Linked DNA regions of Mus musculus: region 1 is linked to region 2. The links are chromatin contacts, called in public HiCAR-type maps. All regions are on one chromosome and are shown on one strand. Each heading gives the region's core, a stretch centred on a gene start, on an enhancer-like site or on the middle of the called end of the contact. The rest is flanking DNA. Distances are from core to core; before and after follow the strand shown.

Region 1 (4,635 bases), core at 1,630-4,129, 1.2 Mb after region 2:
GTTAGAAAAGCAAATTGTAAAAAAGTAGCCATTGTCGGCCTTTAAATTAACAAAGATTAAAAAGAGTAACAATTAGCATCAACAAAAATGTGGTACAATGGGCACTGAAGCATTGGAGGGGCAGAAGGGGACAAAACTTTTCTGCTGGTAATTTAGAAATCAGAAAGAAGTTGTGCATCTGCCAGGAGTGGTGGCGCACGCCTTTAATCCCAGCACTTGGGAGGCAGAGGCAGGTGGATTTCTGAGTTCGGGCCAACCTGGTCTACAAAGTGAATTCCAGGACAGCCAGGGCTACACAGAGAAACCCTGTCTCAAAAAAACCAAAAAGAAGTTGTGTATCCCCACCAAGCCCTCCTACAAGGGAGCTGCTCTAAGAAACAAAGTCCTATACATAGACGGGCTATTGTTTAGATCAGCAAACAGCAGCAATAAAACAAAAACCTAGAGAAATCTAAAGTTCTAATAAGCAAGAATGGAAGAAATAAATAATGCAATATTATATGTACAAATCAATTAAACATGTCAAAACAGAAATATTTTCATTTGCAATAAAAAGGGTCCACAGGGAACCTTGAGGAGAGAGAGCATCTTCTATGGCAGTATTAGTAGACGTGCTTCCATAATACAAATGACACAAGGCCGCAAGCCCAAGAATCAAAATAGCTGCCTACTCCTGAATGACTATTTCTACTCTGTTTACTTGTACTTTATTTTTCTCTCCAAAAATCACACACTGCTTGTAATTTTAAGGTATAAACCTGGAGAAAAATCCAACATTATAAAAGAAAAAAACAAAGCTAGCAAATCACCAAGATCTTGCTACCATTACATGCAGATGCAGCAGCAGCAGCAGCAGCAGCAGCAGCACTCCTCATGAAATCGCCACACAGACTGGAAGGTCAATTCATGTGTGAGTCAAGAGGACCAAGAAAAGGTAGCAGTTAGTCACCATAAGTATGCCTGTCTCTCTTTAGCTGGTCCTAAGGAGACCTTCTTTAGGACTGACTGACTCAGAGGGAAAGTCAGCCATCTAATCAAGTCTAGAGCACACCACACTCATCTAGAAGCACACTCTGGCAAACAACAGCAACAATGGACTCATGGTCATGAGGAATTCCAGGTCACACTGACATCCCCTGGCTTTGTGGCTCTTTAGACATGGCACATTGTACTGGTCCCACTTTTTAAACTGGGAGATTGACACTCAGAGATAAGGAACTTGATCCAATCTCATGGCTCATGCTTAAAGCACATCAACAATTTTGAAGCCAAAATTTGTTTTGTTTTGTTTTGTTTTGTTGGGGGGGTGGTGTTGTTTGGTTTGGTTTGGAGTCTTCCTCCATAGCCTAGATTGACATGGAAAAGTGGTCCTCCTGCCTCAATATCATCTGCCGCCTCCCTGTCTCCAACTCCACTTTTCTTTTTTCTTTTGTTTGTATCTGTAGTACTGGGCATGGGACCTAGGGCCTCACACATGCCAGGCGAGCACCATGCCAATGTCCTACACCGTCCTCCTGAGAGTCACAGGGCTTTCTCCCTTCCACCACCTGTCTTACACAGGAAAGCCAAATGCTAAAGTCAAGGTTAGTAAGTGAGTCGAGCATTGAGCTAATGCTCACAGTGAGCCTAATCACCACACATCTGAATACAATCTGTATTGCTTTATAACTTTCATTTTACTTAAAAACTCAAAAAATATATTTGAATTTTAGTTAATGTTTTCAATGATTAAATGTATTGTTATTGTCTAGCACTGACACTTAGGCATATGTTCTTAGAGTATTTATATTACAATAGCCACATTTTTCAAAAATAAAATTAAGTCTTAATTTTCTGAAACCTCAGAAGGTACTTAACAGCATTAGTGCAGATTGAATAGCCTTTATCCAAAATGATTGGGATCAAAAATAATTTGAATTTCGGATTTGGGGAAATGTGCATACATACAATTATAATGAGATATCTTGGGATGGGACCCAAGTCTACACATGAAATCATCTGCTTCATATGCAACCTATACACATAGCCTGAAGGTAATTTTATGCAATACGTAAGGGGATCTCAGTTCCCACTGCAACCTGTCACATGAAGTCCAGTGTGGTGTCTACCTGCAGTCAAGATCCCCAATTTCACACTTCAGAGCTGGGATGCTCAACCTATGGTTCAGCCTAAACCTGTTTTTCTGTAAGAATTCAGAATAAATTCTGAACGTCTTGTGAAAACTCACAGCCATTTACTTGCTCTGTATGCTTTAAAATGCTTGCATTAACACAGAATGTATGCGGTTTTAGTTTTGAGAGGTATATTCTTTTATATATCAATGTTTGCTTAAATACTAAATCAAACGTAACAATTCTATACTCACTGTTACTGGACAACTGGAGAAATCAAAACTGAAAGGCTTCTCCACACTGTGCTGCTACCCAAGCTCTAAGAATCTGGCAGGAGGAAATCTGCTTCTTCTAAGTCCCAGGCTTAAACTCAGACTGATGCTCCCAGAGTCCTCAGCCCTGAAGCCATGTGTAGAGGATAGCCCCCATTTTAAAGACTAGAACTGATACTCCACTTGTTTCAAATGATTTTCCTACAGCACAGCAGCTAGTAATAAGTACACTGAAGATTTAAACCTACAGTTCAGAGGCTAGGAAGCCCAGGCCCAATTCCGAAGCAACTCGGGACATGCCAGTTGCCCAAGCTCTGTAAACACACAGCTACTCAGGTAGGGAACAGTTCTGGGCTCCCTGGCCTCTCTGGGTACATCACTCTGAGCACAAGGTACCATTGCCTCACGTTTGATCAGTGACTCCTACAGGCTGAGGAAGACACTGTGTACAAAGCTGAATGCTGGGGCATAGTCAGAGCTCAATGAAAACTAGTTATTGTAATGACTCAGGGACAAGCTGCCTGTCCTCCAGCAGTGACCTGATATACTCATTCTCCACGGGTCCCTGAGTGGTAGCTTTAATGGGAACCAAGGTGTTCAAAATTTCTTTTCTCAATGCCGAGAAGTTCTAAGAGACAGCAAGAAATGGATCCCCACTGCTTTTCCCCAAATCAATTTTACCAGATCTTCACAGGAAAAAGGGCTGCCTCTGCTAAGGAGCAGTCTGTTTTAAGCACCCAAGGACCTGTCTGCCACTGTGGTCTGCCAAGGTGGAAGATGTATGCAGCGATAAAGGAGTCACGCAGAACTTTCTAATCCATCAGTGTCAGCTCTTCCTGACAGAGCGCTTACTCACACTTGCTCATTGTTAGTCAACTGGCCACTCTTCCTGCAGAAAACCTGGTGCTTTCCACGGACCTATGGATGGAGGTCATTTTTCACTCCATTCCTGCCTCCAAGGCCTCGTCTCCTGGTACTGGTGCTTGCACCGAGGCCAACAATGCCAGTGTGTGAAAAGCTGATTTATGAATACAAAGCAATGCTGGTGCCAGGGGACTGCACTCAGCCACTAGAGAGCAGTGGAGCACCTCTCCAGGCTCAGAGAGACTAAGCCACAGACTTGAAAAGGTTTAATTGTATGCATGCATTTCATTATAAGCCTTGGCCAAAAGCTTTAGAGGCAGGCGGCAGGGCAAGCAATCAGACAATCTTGCATGGCTTGCTGAAATCCAGATTTGTCCTTTGTCAGCATAAACAGTTTAATTTGATGTTTTCACTCCTGAGTAAGCACTGAGTATTACATCTAAACCCTCGTGAGGGGAAGAACGCCTCCTTTTCATCAACAAATGTACTTCAATGTCAGGGTCGACTTTTAATTCCCAATAAATTATTGGAAATATATTCCCAGTTAATATGCTGGGAAAATATATATTCTCAATCATCCAACATTCTTCACTAAAAAACTAGTATCTCAAGCAATGCAGCTCCTTCTCTACACATAAATGTAAGAAAATATTTAAAATACCCTTTGAAGGGAACGGGGGGGGGGGGGGGGGATTTTCCTCACAATTGTAACTGTAAGGTCTCATGGACCTGACAGGTTATAAACACTCCCAGGAAAAGCTTAAAATCTGGGGGTATCTAGGCTTAAAATGCTAAAGGTTTTCTTATTAATGTATTGTGGTGACACACCACTAGTTATGGCAAGAAACATTCTCTTAAAACAGAGGGCCACCTAACCCCATGCCTATGGACTAAGATGGAGGGTGACAATTGCTACAGATGTGTCTGTCCTACTTCCTGTCCTGCTTGCAAGGGTTAGTCTGCTTTGCAAGTCTTTCCCAAGCTGCCATGAACCCTCAAGAACAAAGCTTCAGAACCCTCAAGAACAAAGAGGGTGTTTCTCTTTTGGTCCCAGGCACTGCTGGTTACCGTGCAAACACGGCCAAGTCCAAGAACTACACCACACACAACCAGTCCCGCAAATGGCACAGAAATGGCATCAAGAAACTCCAGTCGCAAAGATACGAATCTCTTAGGGGGTTGACCCCAAGTTCCTGAGGAACATGTGCCTCGCCAAGAAGCACAACAAGAAAGGCCTGAAGAAGATGCAGGCCAACAATGCAAAGGCAGTGAGTGCGCGCGCAGAGGCCATCAAGGCCCTGGTGAAGCCTCAGGCCATCAAGCCCAAGATGCCAAAAGGCCCCAAACTCAAGCGGCTGGCTTTCATCGCTCATCCTAAGCTTGGGAAG
Region 2 (4,432 bases), core at 1,151-3,650:
GCCTTCCTGGCACCACCAGGGGAGCTGGTTAGAAACACACCACACATCAAAAGCTGTAGAAGAAACCTCACTGAAATGGTAAGCAGATTGTAAATGAAAACATTAGAGTACAAAAAGTACACCTAAGTTTGCATAGAATGGAAGTGGACCTTAGGACAGAAGAAAGAAAAAACATATACACAATACAACATAAACTCATCACTTACCTCTTCTCACCCTCGCTATGCTTAGAGGTCTCCTTTTTAATCAAGAAGCCAATTTTTCCTTACACTCTCCCACTCCTTGACTCCCATCTAGTCATAACACAGTACAGTGAGTACAGCACGGACTCTGGAGTCGTATTTCTACAGTTAGAACTCTGTTCAGCCACTTACTTATCCAGTCTGTTTCAGGATTCTTTTCAACCAATAATAAATGGGGCTGCTAAGGAAAATTAAGTAAGTTCATCATTAAAGAAGTAATTGTTTTATGAGTGTCTGCCTGCATGTGTGTATGTGCACCACTCGCATGCCTGGCGCATGGAGGCCAGAAGGTAGGAGATCCCCTGGAACTGGAATTATGATAATTCTGAGACACCGTGTGAGCTCTGAGAACGGAACCCACATCTTCTGCAAGAGCTGTATCTACTGACTATCGTTCCAGCCTATTAGTTAATTTTCAAATGAACTTAGAATGGTGCCTGCTATGTGCTCTTTAAACATGTTCAGTAAATAAACAAATCTTTCACGTTTCTCCAATGGAATATCAAACCAGTTGAGGCCTCTGATATTTTATATTTCATTACCTCATCTACTAAAATTGCTTCTTACCCATCCTGTTAACAAAAAAGATCCAAGGGATTCTCTTCAAAATCCTCTTCTGATATTTGGGTCACCCTAGTTGCTTCAACCCTGTGTTCTTTTCTCCCTTTTACTGTTGGCTCCAATTGGAGTTCCTGCTTCATTAGCGTAGCCATTGTCCTCCCAGTAACCTTCTTTCTCAGTGCACCCTCTAGGATGCCAGATCTTCTTATGGTCTACATGCTATGACGCTGAGGCTCATCTCCATATCTGTGTCCCCAGCTCCTACACTGGGCAGCTGTATGTCACTATCCCTTTAGACATAAATTCAAACTCAAAAACTGAATTTGTAATTCTTTGTGGTTTTATTTCTGATTATGGCATTGCTATTCTTCAAATGTCAACTGCTTAAATTCTAAGACTTACTTTTTCTTCTCTTTCAGCGTATAATTATCTATGACACATTAGCACTTGCCTCCTTTCTTGTAACAATACCGTAACTCTACTTTAGATTTTAATGCATCTCACCAGGACGTCATCACCTTTTCAAAATAATCTCAAATATAAGTACCTAGACTTTAGCTAAGAGAACCCAGAGTCAGCTATTTCTATTCTACAGGCTTCCCAGAGAACAAAATTACTTTCTGTAGTACAAATCTGACCATATCAGTTTCCTGCTCAAAGAGCTTCAAAAAGATAATTCATCTCATTTAGTGTTGGTTAAACTTTTCACTATTTGGATTTCACTTTACTTCTCCAACTCAAACTCTTATGTACACAACCTCCCTGTCCCTATTCCTTTTTCTCATAGTCTGTAACGTCTCAGTACCACTACAACTTTTCTTTTTTTGGAAAAAGTAATTTCACGAGTTCTCTTTATCAAGAAGTAGGATTTAGAGGCCACTCTCTTCTACAGGCTTCCCAGCAACTGTCCTTAGAGCAGTTGATTAAAGTAACATATTGCATACCCTCCACCCTCTTACGAACATCAATTTGCTTATAAATGTCGCTTCCAAACTGGAGATGAACACTGGATATTTGATGAACCTCTATTGAATGGCATAACACCAGTAATTCAAAAGGTGCTGTAATCCGCGGTTGAGCAAGGGTAAAACCCATCAAAACCTGGCACTTACAGTAGACTCGCGGTTGGCACTGAAGGCCTTGCCTTGGCTAGCTCCCGCCGTTCAGTTTTCTGCCGGCCTCAACTGCAGCACTTTTTACAAAATGCCAGAGTCTGGCTTCCTGGCCAGCTACAGGGCCCTATATAGAGGGTCTCAGGAAGCGGTCCCTGGGGCATCCTGAGATTCCCCACTGCAGATTCGGGAAGGGGAAGAAAGTGGGATGCAGCATGGGCCAGTCCAATGGCTCAAAAGTCTGGGGGCCTAGACCAGCTCCTTGGCTCCCATCCCAGGGCAGGTTGCGGCCGATCCAGGTCCCCACGGGGGCTCCATTTCCAGAGACCCCGCACCCTAGCCCGGCTCTCGGGTGGCCTCCGAACTTACAGACCCGGGGGGAAGGTCGCCATCTACATCTGGCAAAACCAGGAGCTGCGGCCCCTCGGGGCTCCGGGAAGGGGGAGGGGCAGGCAACCTGAGCCAAAGGGGGACCCAACGGAACCGGAAGGGCAGCCCTGGCCGGACAAAGACAACTTCCAGGTCCCATGGTCATCTCCGCCAATCGGAATGCTCGGAGGACGACGGGCCCCTGAGAGGGACTTTCCGCGTTGTGGGCGGGGCGAGGCCAGGGAATCGGGCTGCGGAGGGTCGGCTTCGTGAGCTCTGCTGCTTGTGGTTCTTCGGTAGAAGGCGGGCCCGAGCTCTCTTCTTCGCGGCTGCAGTCACGAAGTGCTCCCGCTGACCGTTGCCTGCATGGGCCTGAGCAGCCTGTCTGCGAACAAGCCGTGGTAAGTCCCTCCCGCCCAGGGATGTGGACTCGCTGCGTGGGAGCCTGGAATGCAGAAAGCTGTTGTTGGGTCCCGTCCCTTGTGGATACTGGTGTTTCTTAGGAAATCTTCCTTTTATGTTCCCAGGTCAATCTCTTGCCTTCCTTATCTTTGGTTACCCTAGCCGTTCACAAATCTGTGGTTAACCTGAATACCTCTCTTGAGCACTGGAGCCAGCCACTTAGACCGATTTCCTGTTGTCCAGTGTTTAGTGTGCCTTTTTCGTAACAAGTTCATGCCCAGGCCTACCTAGCTATAGTTCTTGTTTGGTGAAACAATCATACAGGGCCTCTTCCCAAAGAGAAAATCTGGAAATCATTCTGAATTCCCTTTACTTTGCCCATCCACTTAGTTATTGCTTTCTCTACATTTGTTTTATTTACCGTTTGGTGGTGTTATTATAGGAAACAGAAATAATTATCAATTTAATCTTTTTCCAAGCTTAAAGCTAAGTGGCTTTGTACAATGTTGTATAACCACTGCTAGCTATTCCCGCATTAACTCCTTGTATTATTTTGTGGATATCCATTTTCCGTAATATCTGTTGAAAAGGTGAACTTTTTGCCCATTGAGTGGACTTTTTGGAAATCAGTTCGCTTTATGAGAGTTTCTTATTGGGCTGTCTAGAGTACGGTGGTCTATGTTTATTCTTGTGCTAGTACCATACTGCTTTAATAATCGTAACTTTGCAGGCAGTTTGGCATTTACTGTGAGTGCTCCATCTTTATTCAAGACTGTTTTGGTTCTTCGAGATGTTTTTCACTTCCATCTGAATTTAGTATCAGGAACTGGACCTAGGACTTTTCATGATACGCAAATACTGTATTACTGAGCTACATCTTCAGCCATACTTTTGTATTGATTTGAGGATTGACTACCATTTCTTGGGAAACGGCTTTTGGAACGTTTTTTTTTTTTTTCCGTTTTTGTAAATCTGTAGGTTGCTTTGAATAGTATTATTATTATTATTATTATTTTATGTCTTCTTGCCCATAAACACAAGGTGCCTCTTCAGGCCTTTTATATAAATTATTTTCAGAAATGTCTTCTTAGTTTTCTGCATTCTTGGTTCATTCACACATTTTTATCAGGGTCTGCCTCAATTTTCATAGTGCTTATTGCTAGTGTCTAAAAAATACATTTAAAAAAAGCACTGCTTTTAGCCGGGCATGGTGGTGCACGCCTTTAATCCCAGCACTCGGGAGACAGAGGCAGGTGGATTTCTGAGTTCGAAGCCAGCCTGGTCTACAGAATGAGTACCAGGACAGCCACTGCTATACCGAGAAACCCTGTCTCGAAAAACAAACAAGCAAACAAACAAACAAAGCACTGCTTTTTAAAAGTGTGTTTGCATAGCTCTTGCAATTCATTTATTCAGGTAGCCCCTCTTGTGGACTCTTTTGATCTTTCTATTACACGTTGGTGTAGTCTATGAACAGAAATCATTTACTTCTTTTCCAGCAGGATGCTTTTTTTTTCCTAATAGGGCAAACAGTTTTAATACAATGTTGAACAGGAGTAGTAACAATAAAGTAGAAGTGGACATCCTTGTTTTATTCCAAATGCAAAGAGGATTTTTTTGGTTGGTTGGTTTTTGTTTTTTGTTTTTTGTTTTTCGAGACAAGGTTTCTCTGTATAGCCCTGGCTGTCCTGGAACTCACTTTGTAGACCAGGGTGGCCTCGAACTCAGAAATCTGCCTGCCTCTGT

What was found. HiCAR-type assays count read pairs that join an accessible place to other places.
Region 1: a contact with region 2 is called in a HiCAR-type map of astrocytes, with 2.4 times the contacts expected there. The contact joins the enhancer-like site here to the promoter of Zbtb26 in region 2. A contact is called at or near these places in 1 of 39 promoter capture datasets (second pharyngeal arch cranial neural crest), 1 of 15 datasets of contacts at CTCF or cohesin (large pre-B cells), 3 of 115 datasets of contacts at active chromatin or transcription factors (astrocytes, embryonic stem cells and pro-B cells) and 1 of 9 other capture datasets (liver).

What each region holds. Positions count from the first base shown.
Region 1 is chr2:38,618,477-38,623,111 of GRCm38.p6, forward strand. All of the region lies in intron 5 of Psmb7 (proteasome (prosome, macropain) subunit, beta type 7), which reads right to left. It also overlaps the pseudogene Gm13586. Among named protein-coding and RNA genes, the nearest start is that of Psmb7, 23 kb to the right of the region's middle. Within about 2 kb of position 2,880, at least 69 of the 459 cell types and tissues checked have an H3K27ac peak or open chromatin away from gene starts, as enhancers often do. A contact at or near this core is called in astrocytes, where this site is marked.
Region 2 is chr2:37,440,772-37,445,203 of GRCm38.p6, forward strand. Zbtb26 (zinc finger and BTB domain containing 26) reads right to left here and starts at 2,401. Exons shown (of 2, transcript NM_199025.3): 1 at 1,916-2,401. Rabgap1 (RAB GTPase activating protein 1) reads left to right here and starts at 2,514. Exons shown (of 26, transcript NM_146121.2): 1 at 2,514-2,685.